Linked DNA regions of Sus scrofa: region 2 is linked to region 1. Evidence: chromatin contacts called from public Hi-C data. All regions are on one chromosome and are shown on one strand. The core of a region is the stretch at or near the end of the contact, and the rest is flanking DNA. Distances in the headings are between cores, read along the strand shown. Region 1 holds the start of RREB1 (ras-responsive element-binding protein 1). Region 2 overlaps RREB1 (ras-responsive element-binding protein 1).

Region 1 (5,831 bases), core at 1,479-3,978:
TTCAAAAGTTCTGTGTGACTCTTGAAGAAAGAAAATACCTAAACGTTTAAAAACAAGAAAGCAAGAGAGAAAAAGAGAAGTTTCAGCCTCTAACTTAAGACTTCCGGGTTACATTACGTCTTAGAACCATACCTGCCTAACTCGAAAAGCATTAGATCTAGAGGATGCTTTTAAGGGCGATGAGGAGAAGAAGGAAAAACCCCCGAAAAACTCAGAAACAAAACAAAAACCATTCTTTTCTTTGCAGTTCCCTTTTCTCCACTTTCCACATCAATTAAACTTATTTCAGAATACACTCGCACGCAGGCACAGACCCCACTGAATATCTAAAACGACCTCAAAAATACGGGATGCACATTAACAGCTCAGACTTTGCAGAAATCATCTCAAGTCTTCCTCTTCAAGACAGAAATACCGCGCTATTTCCAGCATCCCTATCAAACAGGCAAACTTTATTTTCCCTGGCTTTTACATCTAAACTCTACCACAAGAAGGAAGGGGAATTTTTCTGCTGATGAAAACCCTGGGACAGGTTTCTCAGCATACCCCGAAAGTATATTTTTTTATTCACCCTTCTGTCTCTCTCCGCCACCATTAACCCCCCGAAAGAAGCCGAAAACACGCCAAAGTGCCCCGAATGTGTGCTGCTGCTGGCTCTGAAGCCGTGTAGAATTTCGTAATGGAATGTGAACTGCTCGTCCGGATCTGGGCTCACGTTCTATCTTCTAACCAGTAAGGAGCGAGGGAGGGCAAAATCTGCTGAGCAAGGAGAAATACTTTCCTCCTCTTTTATAACCCATCACGGATGCACCGCGGACGCTGGACGCGAGCTGCACGCGGCGCCTGTCAACCCGCCCGTCCTCCGGCCGGTCCCCGCGCCCCTCCTCGCCCCCCCCACCCGACCCCGCCGGAAAAAGAAGTGGCCCCGCCGAGAAGAGGGCTCGGCCGCCGCGCCCCGCACTCACGCGCCTCCCGGGCCCCGCGGGCGGCGGGGAGCGAGTCCCCACATCCTGGACGCGACCCTCGGTCCCGTCCAGAAAACACGCCGCTTCCAGGGAGGGGGCCGGCGACGGGAAGGACCTCCCCTGCTCCTTAGCAACCATTAAGGTCGCAGTTTCCTAAGAGACCGCGAGCAAGGAGGGGGCGCGGGGGGCCGGGCCGAGACCGGGGTTGGGGGGGGCGCACGGGGTCCCCAGCCCTCGACACTGCCGCCCCCCGCCCCTGCTCGGCGCTGCCGGCCGGGATGGGAGGAGGCAGGGAAGCCCCACAACTTGCGAAAAATTGGTCCAGCGGGCGGCGGACAAAAGTTTCCGAGCGCGCTCCACAGCTGGGCGGCGAAGCGGGCCCCGGCGGCCGGCCCCGCCTCGGATGCTCCCGGCCTCCTTCCTGTGCTCGTGACGGCGCCGGGCGCCGAGGTCCCCCCCCCCCTCCCGCGATGCAGGCTCCGCTCCACACCGATAGCTCCCACGAAAACACGTACACCGTCAACGGAAGGGCAAGGAAACAATACGCGCGGACGCGGCCCCCGCCCCGGCCCCTCCTCGCCCGGTCACCCGGGGGCGGTGGTCGGCGTGACCACCAGCCACGAGCTGGGAACGGCCAGGGCGCAGGGCTGCCCGCGGCCCCCCTCCGGGCCGGCGCCGTCCGCCGGGGAGGATCAAAGTCCGCAGAGCAGGGCGCGGCGGATGCTCCCACCGCGCGGCCCCTGCGAGCACCCCCGAGCCAGCACCCCAGGCGGGCACCCCGAGCGGGCACCCCCGGATACCTTGCGGCGGCGGGCGGGCGCCGTCATCTCCGTGCTCCTCGGCCCGAGAGGGACTCGAAAGTATGTAGGAGAAAAGTTTCCCCTCCCACATGGGGGGGAGGATGTCGGGGGAGAGAGGGCGGAAGATGGAGAGCAGCGCTGGGAAGATGTTTCTGGCCCGCGGTGCGCGCACCATCCGAGTCCCGGCGGTGCTGGTTAAAAATAAATTGCTCGGCGGGCGCGGCGGCGCGGGTCGGGCCGGATTCCTGCGCTCGGACGGCTAATATGGATGCGCATCAGATCCTGGCGGCGCGGCGCAGCGGCAGCCCAGGCTGCTCGCTCTGGGAGCTGGTTGGCAGAGCCGGCAGCTCGGGAAGGGGAAAAGGAGCGGAGGAAGGGGAGGAGGAGGAGGAGGAGGGGGAGGAGGAGGAGGAGGAGCGGCCCGGCGCGCAGCCCGAGGGGAGAGGGCTGCCCAGCTCATCCCGGGCCGGCCCCACTGTCCCGAGCGCACGTAGCGCGGCGTGGGGCGCTCGGGTCCACGGCTCCGGGAAACGCTGAGTTTAAAAAGTACAACGCGCACTGCAGACTTCACCCTCCCCATCCCCAAAAGTTCTTTAAAAGGTCGCTCCCGCTCAGCCCCAGACATCTCGCTGCCACCCAAGGACCGCGAGCCCGAACCCGGGGCGCGTACTCACGGCGGGGCAGGGCGCTTGGCTCCCAGGCATGATGCAGTAGGGACCGGTGGGCTTCGGGGAGAGAACGAGGAGAGATGCAAACTTGTTCCGGAAAAGGAATCAAAATGGCGTTTCTGGATGTGCAAAGTTCATCAACTCCGCAGTCACTTCCCCTCCTCCTCTTCTCCCACAGGGAGGGAGGTGGGCGACGAGCTGGCGACCCCGGCGCCCCAGTCGTCGTCCCGGCCCCCGCCTCGGCCCCCCGCCCCGCTTCCTCGCCCGCACGCTCGGAGACTCGCTCTCCCCCTCTCACCCTGATAAGTAGACACATCACGTGTTGCTCCTGCGAGTCTCCTGGGGACGTGTTACAGAGCGGCGGCGGCCGCGGCGGCGGCGTTCGGCCTGGGGGTGGGGGGGGACCGCGGTACCCGCCGGTCCCCACCGCAGCCCCCGCCCCGATTTTAGCCGGATGACCGCCGTTTCCATCCCGGGATGGATGGAGGTGCAGTCCCCCACCCCACCCCCACCGCAGCCCCAGGTTTGCCCCACGCCCTCCGCAGGCGCCCCGGGCCAGGGAGGGCCGAGCCGCCGGGGGGTGGGGGGGAGGTCTCGGCGGCCACAGCTGAGCGGGATCCCGACCCGCCCAGCGACCGCCCGCCTGCTACGGTCTTGGACCACCGCGCCCCCCTCCCCTCTAGGCCCTCACTGCGGGCGACTCTCCGCCCCCCGGCTTTCCATCACTTTACTTCGTGGCTGTTTCACTATTTTAACCAAGGAGGGGGAAAGGCAGTGGTGCCTGGGAGGCGCGGAAGGGGCGCCTCGGAGGCCGGGAGGGGGTGCATTGGGGGTGGGGGGGTCCTGGCCGGGCGCCGCCCCTCTTCCTCTCGGAAGCCGATGGGTCGGTGATCCCCACCCGCGCGGTTCCCGCTCCACGCGGTCCTGGCCCTGCATCCAGGTGGGACGAGTAGATTGATGGGGCAGCAGATTAAGGAACTGGCGCTTCACCCCGCCCCCAACTTCGGGCCGTTTCTCTCCCGGGGCCCGGTCCTTCTAGCTCTGGGGCTGCTGCCCGGGGAAGCGTGTTCTCAGTACAGCAAATTCAGTACTCGCTCGGCTTTTGTCACCTTCCCGTCCCCACACTCCACAAGTGATGCTTAAGCGGAGGCTACGTTGCCCCCAAGGGGCCGCCACTGTGTCCCCACCCCACAATGGCAGGGCTGATGCTGTGTCATCCACGTCGCCCTCCGGGGCATCAGGGAAGCCACATGCAATATCTCTTTCTCTCAGAGGGCTCCTGTTTCAACTCTGAAAAGCAGGGGCCCTCCTCCGAGCTGCTCTCCATCTCCGCGGCTCCAGCCACCACGCTGAGCCCTGGCCGGGGCGGCCCAAGTTATCACCGAGCGCAGAGACACCAGGCCTGGGCTGTGCTTCCTCCATAAAGCAGCTGACATGTTTCCAACTGTTAATACTTTTCCTACCGAGCTTCTGAAAGGGGCCTGTTGTCAGCCTTTGGAACATCTTCTGACAGATAAGGGTGACTGTGGTTGTGCAAAACAAACGCCACACACTCCCCAAATTCTAAAGATGACTCTCAGCTCTGGCGGAGAAGACTGCTGCGGCAAGAGGCGTTTGAGACTTGTTAAACAGGACGGTGTTATACATACAGAGAGCTGGCTACTATCTATTTACTGTGACCTTTGACCCTGTTCCACGCCAGCTCCTCTGAATGCACTTGCACACCATACACAATTGTAAGCCCAATCACGGGCCTTTAATTTGCAGCACTCAGTGGAACTCTGGTTTTCAGGGCTGCAGACAGAAGTGTCTACCTAGGAATGGTCTGAATGGATGGGTTCTGGCCAAGAAAGAACTCTCTAGAACCACGCAAAAGCAGTTTGGACCCTTACCTCCTGACTTGAGATAATCAGCTGTGCAAGAGGGAACGGATTCAGCTGGCTGTGTCTCTGACGTCCAGAGTCATCAAAATGAAGTTTTCAGAACCTGTTGTGTTTCCCAGGGTCTGCTGTTTACTGAGGAAAACCCAACCCAGAGAAACTTCAGCAGTTGCATTTTTCTGAGCCTCCCCCCGGCCCCCACCCCACGGCCCTATTCAGGAGTCACCTTTCCTGGTCTCCCCGTTCCGTGGTAGGTTTTGAGTAGGAACCGTAGCAAAGTTGGGATTTTGCTGGTAATTTAGTTTATTCCATAAGATACATTTGAACCTGCAAATGTCCATGGATTTTCAGGAAAAAATCCCCTTTATAATGTCACCTTGTCATACTGGCAACTGAAAAGAGAGAAGATAGTCTAAAGTAACTTTGGAAAGTTGAATTCTGGAAGTTCCCGCTGCGGCTCAGCAGGTTACACACCTGACTAGTATCCATGAGGGTGCAGGTTTGATTCCTGGCCTCGCTCAGTGGGTTAAAGACCCAGTGTTGCCATGAGCTGTGGCGGAGGTCACAGACTTGGCTTGGATCCCATGTTGCTGTGGCTGTGGCAGAGGCTGCAGCTGATTTGACCCCTAGCCTGGGAACTTCCATATGCTGCAGGTGTGGCCCCAAGAGGCAAAAAAAAAAAAAAAAAATCTAATGATACTGAGCTCTCTGTTCAACTTCTCTAGCTCATTCATAAACTTGGAAGTCAAATGGCCCATCCAAAGGTCTGTTCATATTATGTATAAATATCATTGATCCAACAAATATCTATTGAACATCTAATAGGTAAAAAGACACATGCTATTAAAACCACAATGAGATGCCACTTCACACCCACTAGGACAGCTGTAACTAAAAAGACAGATAAGGAGTTCCCACTGTGGCACAATGGGTTAAGAATCCAACAGCTCAGGTCTCTACAGAGGTGGCGCAGGTTCGATCCTCCACCCAGTGCAGTGGGTTAAAGGATCTGGCATTGCCATAGCTGTGGCTAGGACTCAATCCCTGGCCCAGGAACTTCCATATGTTGTGGGGTAGCCAAAAAGGAAAAAAAAAAAATTATAAAAGGACAGATAATAATAAGTGTCATTTAAGAAGTAGAGAAATGGAACCCTCGCACAGTGCTAGTGGGAAGGTAAAGGGCTACAGCCACGTTTTATTGTTTTTTGGTTTTTTTTTTTTTGGCCATGCCCACAGTACGCAGCCCCAGGGACTGAACTGGTGCCACAGCAGCAGCCCAAACCACAGCAATGACAATGCCAGATCCATAGCCTGCTGAGCCACCACGGAACTCCATATAGCCACTTTTAAAAACAGCTTGGCAGCTCCTCAAAATGTCAAGCATAGAGTTACTATCTGACTCAGCCATTCCATTCCTAGGGCATACACAAAAAATGAAAACATATGTCCATACGGGAACTTGTATGAGATTGTTCATAAGAGCATTCTCTATAATAGCTAAAAAGTAGAAACAACCCA
Region 2 (5,831 bases), core at 2,317-4,816, 80 kb before region 1:
GAGAGGAAGGAAGGGCTCTCAGAGGACCCACAGAGAGGCCACCTTTATTTAAACAACTACCTAAGTTAAAATGAAAGCATACACGTTTTAACTCCAGCCAATGAGATGTAAAGAAAGGCTAAAAACGTTTAAATATAATCAAAAAATAAACTCATTTGGTGACAGATTAACAATGCTATTGGGGGAAACTGGTAACTTAAAACATTTTGCTGTGATAAATATATTTGCAAACATTCCCTCTCGAGGGGAAAATTCTGGGCCTCTTAATGAGGTAGACTCTCGAGAGAGTGAAAAGCATGTTAAGCGGAATGATCAGGGAATAGCTTTCTTTTTCCTTGGTTAAAAAGAAAAACGTGTCACCCTAGCTAGGAAAAGGCTTTCTAACTACACCCGAAGCGTGTCTGACTGGTTCAGAACAGGGTACTAAGTACACATAGAAACTGTCTTGATACCCAAGCACACTTGTGAAACTACCAATATTCACCAAAGACCCACCCGAGGGGAGAACTGCAGGTCCGGCCCAGTTCAGACAGGTGTGCTGATGGTGCAGAGACGACACGAGCATCTCATTCACACAAAGCCTCCAACAATCTTTAGTTTATCATCTTCTAAGTGGACCCGAGTGTGTCAAGACCTCTGAGCAGCCCTGAAAGGTATTTTCTCCTGATTTGTCTTTCCCCCCTAAGGAACAGAGACTTAGTTACTTATATACGGAGTTCCCGTTGTGGCGCAGTGGTTAACGAATCTGACTAGGAACCATGAGGTTGCGGGTTCGATCCCTGGCCTTGCTCAGTGGGTTAACGATCCGGCGTTGCCGTGAGCTGTGGTGTAGGTTGCAGATGCGGCTCAGATCCTGCATTGCTGTGGCTCTGGCGTAGGCCTGTGCTACAGCTCTGATTAGACCCCTAGCCTGGGAATCTCCATATGCCATGGGAGTGGCCCAAGAAATGGCAAAAAGACCAAAAAAGAAAAAAAAAAAGAAAAATGTTATTATATAATCATTATTCCCTTCTTTTTCTTTTCTTTTTTTTTCTTTTGTCTTTTTAGAGCCTCACAAGAGGCATATGGAAGTTCCCGGGCCAGGGGTCAAATCAGAGCTACAGCTGCCAGCCTACACCACAGCAACGCCAGAGCCAAGCTGTGTCTGCGACCTACACCACAGCTCACGGCAGCGCCAGGTCCTTAACCCACTGAGTGAGGCCCAGGGTGGAATCTGTATCCTCATGGATGCTAGTCGGGTTTGTTACCCCTGTGCCACGATGGGAACTCCCTCTTCTTTTTTATAGCAGTATCTCAAAGGAAACAAAGCGTTTATCTAGTCCTGGGTAGTGTGACCCTCAGACTTCTTTCCTAAAATAAATTCTCTGCGTTCAATCTGACCTAAGACCTTCCTTCCCTCCAAGGAGTACGCCAGGCACCAAGCACCTGCTGCGCGACTCGTTTCAAGACGGGCGGGCCCAGGCCTCTGCATCTTCCCCTCCGCTCTTGAGGAGTAGCAGGTGCAAAGCTAGTTGCGGGGTGCCCTCCGAAACTCGATTATGACCGTGACAGATTTTCACAGGGCCCTTCCTCTTGCTGGGCTTGGAGGGTAAAGAAGTGACACTGCCCTACCTCTGCTCCTTCAGCCCTTTAATGCTGGCCACCTGTTCAGATGCCCAAGTTCGGCAGTACACGCCAAGGGCTGGCTGCGTCTAAGCATCTGAGAGTTGTGTGCTAAATTCAGAGCCTCTGTGGTCTCGTCTGTCACGGAGCAGGTCACATTTCTGAGCAGCGCATGCTTTCTTCCCGCATAACAGGAGCACATAAGCCTCTGCTCCTGAAGACTGCCCACTCTCCGGCGGCATCCGCAGGGCCTGCACCTGCTGTGCTCGGGGGCAGATAAAGGCAGGCCCACTGCGGGGGGAGCAAGACAAGCAGGAACCCCCTGCCTCCCCTGCACCTCTGACACCCACACCTGGACGGTTACACACCCCTGCTCTCTGGAGGGTGTGCCGGCGCCCGAGGGGACCTCTTCCGAGGATGGAGGAGTGAGTTAGAAAAGCCTGCTCTGGCTCCTGCCAGGGTCTCTCTCCTGCGTGTCCCTAACATGATATGCGCCCCACGACCCCCTGCACAGCTCCAAAGTCCACAGTTCCTAAGATGAGGAGCAAAATGGATGTTAATTCCCTATTTTATAATTACGATTTTCCAAAGAAAAAGACCCATTTCAGAGATTGGATTCTTTCCAAATGAGATCCCTTTCAATCCTTTCAAGTATCATCACTTCTTCACAGCTCTGCCGTCTGGCACTTTCTGGAAAGTTGTGCAAACTGCAAAGCTCAGTGCCCTTTTTCCTACACTGCACGCTCCCAGAGGGCGGGCCCTGGCTCAGTTTCCCAGGTTTGTTTTGGAAGACAAGCACGGCTCAATCCAAACTTTCAACATGGGAGCAGACTGATAAGGAGTTCTGGGAAGTTAAAAGCCGGAGCCACGGGGATGTTTCCATGATACGTGTTTTGCACTGTGATGGCAGCCTATTATTCTGCTCAGGAACTAGGCTATTTAGAAAGGTTTGGGATAAAGGATTTTCAAACCTCAAAAACATGAGAATCTGCAGACAGGGATGTGGCAACTTGAAAAACTATACCGGATATGATACTAAATTGAGACGGTCTCTCCTCCAAACTTTTTCAAAATAAGCTGGAACTGGCATCACTCTAAGTCTCCCTATTTACCAAATATACAATTCCTTTTTATTTTTTTACATTTGTAAAGTTTTGGTGGCATTTTATTTACTGATTTACAAAGTGGTGATAATTTCTGCTGCACAACAAAGTGATTCTGTTACACTTTACACTTGCTTGCATGTATTTATTCATTTATTTATTTTTGTCTTCTTAGGCCTGCACGTGTGGCATGTGGAAGTTCCAGGGCTAGGGGTCAAACTGGAGCCGTAGCTGCTGGCCTACACCAAAGCCACAGTAACTTGGGATCCAAGCCTTGCCTAAAACCTACACAACGGCTCATGGCAACGCCGGATCCCTAACCCACTGAGCGAGGCCAGGGATGGAGTCCATGTACCCATGGATCCTAGTCAGGTTTCGTTCATCGCTGAGCCAGGATGGCAACTCCCCACACTTGCCTTCGAACGAAGTTTTAAACTCTGTGTGCAGTGTAGGTAATGGGCTTATTAATGCTACACTGCAACTATCAACGTGACCACACGTAATTTGATCTGCTACCTGATTCTGTGAAATGTTTTTTTTTTAAATAAATATGACGGTTCTACTGGTTGACGGTCCTCTCATAAAACGACAGTGAAGGAAACACTACAGAAGGACTGATTAGCCTCATAAACAAAGACAACAAATGAACTCTCATAAAATGACTCGTGGCCAAAGGAGAGAGAGTTGCTTTATAAAGTGGGTAGCTGCAACGAGTATCTCCTCATCAGCTAGGAATAACTGGAAATGGAGAAGGATGCAGCTCTCGAGGTCCACACTGTGAGATGCATAGTGAAGCCCTCTAGGGGTTAAAGCAACCAAAATCTGGGGTGGAGTCCAGATCTGCCTCCTCCAGCACGCCGCTGGGCAGTAAACACGGGCAAGGCGGGGCTCAGCCAGGAAACTTGAGTGCGTGCACACATACGCAGGCACACGGCACTTGGGCTCGTGTAGATGACCTTGAGAACGGGGTGAGCCGGGGGCTGAGGGCAGGGGCACTGGACCAGCCTTGTGCGATTAGGCCTCGGAGAACCCGACCTACAAGTCCACACTACAGGGACTCACATCACAGAGGGGTCCTGCAGCCCTGAGGGGAGGGACTGACACTCAGCACAGAGTCCTGTCACAGGTAAGGGGGCCCAGGGCAGGTGACAGTGAAGGCAGAACAGGGCCCTAGGGGTAGGTGCCCAGCCCTGGCCATCGGCTCCCGGCTCAAGAGTCCCAGCTGCTGCCACAGATCTTGAAAGCAGCAGCAGCAGCAGCAGAAGGAAAATGAGACACAGAACTTCTTGGTTTTGAGCAGCAAACACACAGTCCACTGACTTCCTTTCACGCCTAGAAAAATCAAACAAGGATGCAGCTACTCCAGACTCGGGCCCTCACTCTTCTTTTTAATTCCTGCACACACATCCCAGCGGGGCTCTGGCCCCTGATTAATGTAACACAGGTATTTGCTCAGGAGAGATCACAGCTCACCACTGGAGTATCAGATTCTGGAACAGATCCACCAGGACAAATAAATCTAACTCTACTCTCTCTGGCACATTTTTGTAAGTGTTTTCACATTTTTATACACATTTCTTTCCAAAAGCACAGTTTCACCAACAAGGGAAGGTGGTGCTGATTGCGACTGAGGACTGAAAACCAAGTGCTCTTTTAACGCATTGTTTGCGATTTTCTACAGAGAAGATGAAATAAAGGCAGTGTGATCAACTCAAATATTCTAAATAAAGTTTTGATGTTTAAATTACCAGTTTAATCTAGGAAAGAACAAAGGGAAAAATAACTTCTTCATTCATTTTCTGGCATTATATGACTGTTCAGCCGTTACACCTTCCCTCAGTGGCACAAAGAACAACGACATTAATGACCATTTATTTAAATTTATTTCTAAGTCCTAGTTAACTAACCATTATCTTATGTGCTTGGCATGTGTTAAATCATGAATCCCCTGCAATGTTCCAATTGGCACAGTAGCACCGCCTTCTACAGATGAAGTGACCAAGACACAGGGAGGTCAATGAACCTGCCAGGGTCACACAGCTCGGAGTGCTCACCTCTCGAAGGTGATCACAGGGGTGCCTTCAGCTCTGAAAGCACCAACTCAGAAAGACCCCCGACCCAGCACACTTCCATGGTACCCTACAAGCCTTCAAAATGCTCCCACAAACACTCACTGCGTTTGAGCACAAGTTCTGAATGAGGTTTTGCTATGCCCTGTTGGTAAAGCAGAGAAAACTGGAGATTTCCGAAAAGTTCTACAGAACTGGGACTAGAACTCGGCCCCCCAACGATTAGCCCCCTCCTTCAAATCAAGATGACTCACAATAAATGAAATCAGCACAAAATCCAAAATTAGCACAAATGAACACCCTAAGGCCTGCTTTAACAATACTTGTAGGAGCTCCCATTGTGGCTCAGCAGGTTTAGAACCCAACCAGTATGTGTGAGGGCACGAGGACGTGGGTTCGATCCCTGGCCTCACTCAGTGGGTTGGTTAAGTATGTGGTGCTGCAAGCTACAGTGTATGTAGGCTGGCAGCTGCAGCTCCAATTTGACCCCTAGCCTAGGAACTTTAAGGGCTTCAGGTGCGGCCCTTAAAAAACAAACTTGTCAACAGCAATTTACCAAAAACTCCAATATGCACTGTTCATAAATGAGAAACATATCTTAGGGTACTATCAAGAGTTGTGCTATAAAAAATTCAAGGTCATTTCTGTTTATCCATGACCACACTCAGCAGACCCACGGGCAGCGCGGCTGAGAACGGCTACCTGTGAACATCACACTCTACAGTGACACGCAACTGTTTCGAAAGACGGCAGAGCTGAAAGAGTGCTTTTTTCTAATATGCAAAGTGACAAAAAGCTACATCAATTATTTTTCATGGCCTCTAAGCTTAAGTTCAAACCTCGGCACCGACTTTGATCCTAAGCAAGTTTCCTCTTCTGTGAAAAGGGATGATAACTGAATAAACCTTACAGGTAGAACACACAAAGATCAATGCAGATCGATGAGGAAACAGAAGACTTGAACAATATGTAAATCAGCTGAAGTGACAGTACATCAAGGGTACACTCCACACAACAAAAACAGTATGTACATTTTTCTCAAACAGACATGGGACAT

Evidence for each region. A called contact is a pair of places that touch in the nucleus more often than the background predicts.
Region 2: a Hi-C map of liver shows a contact between it and region 1, with 6 times the contacts expected there. The contact joins the enhancer-like site here to the promoter of RREB1 in region 1. A contact is called at or near these places in 5 of 47 Hi-C or Micro-C datasets (heart right ventricle, liver and skeletal muscle) and 2 of 2 datasets of contacts at active chromatin or transcription factors (alveolar macrophages and skeletal muscle).

What each region holds. Positions count from the first base shown.
Region 1 is chr7:4,509,183-4,515,013 of Sscrofa11.1, reverse strand. It overlaps RREB1 (ras-responsive element-binding protein 1), which reads right to left and starts at 2,728. Exons shown (of 16, transcript XM_005665552.3): 1 at 2,440-2,728.
Region 2 is chr7:4,590,231-4,596,061 of Sscrofa11.1, reverse strand. The region is part of intron 6 of RREB1 (ras-responsive element-binding protein 1); the gene reads right to left. Among named protein-coding and RNA genes, the nearest start is that of RREB1, 81 kb to the right of the region's middle. Within about 2 kb of position 3,566, at least 17 of the 83 cell types and tissues checked have an H3K27ac peak or open chromatin away from gene starts, as enhancers often do. A contact at or near this core is called in liver and skeletal muscle, where this site is marked.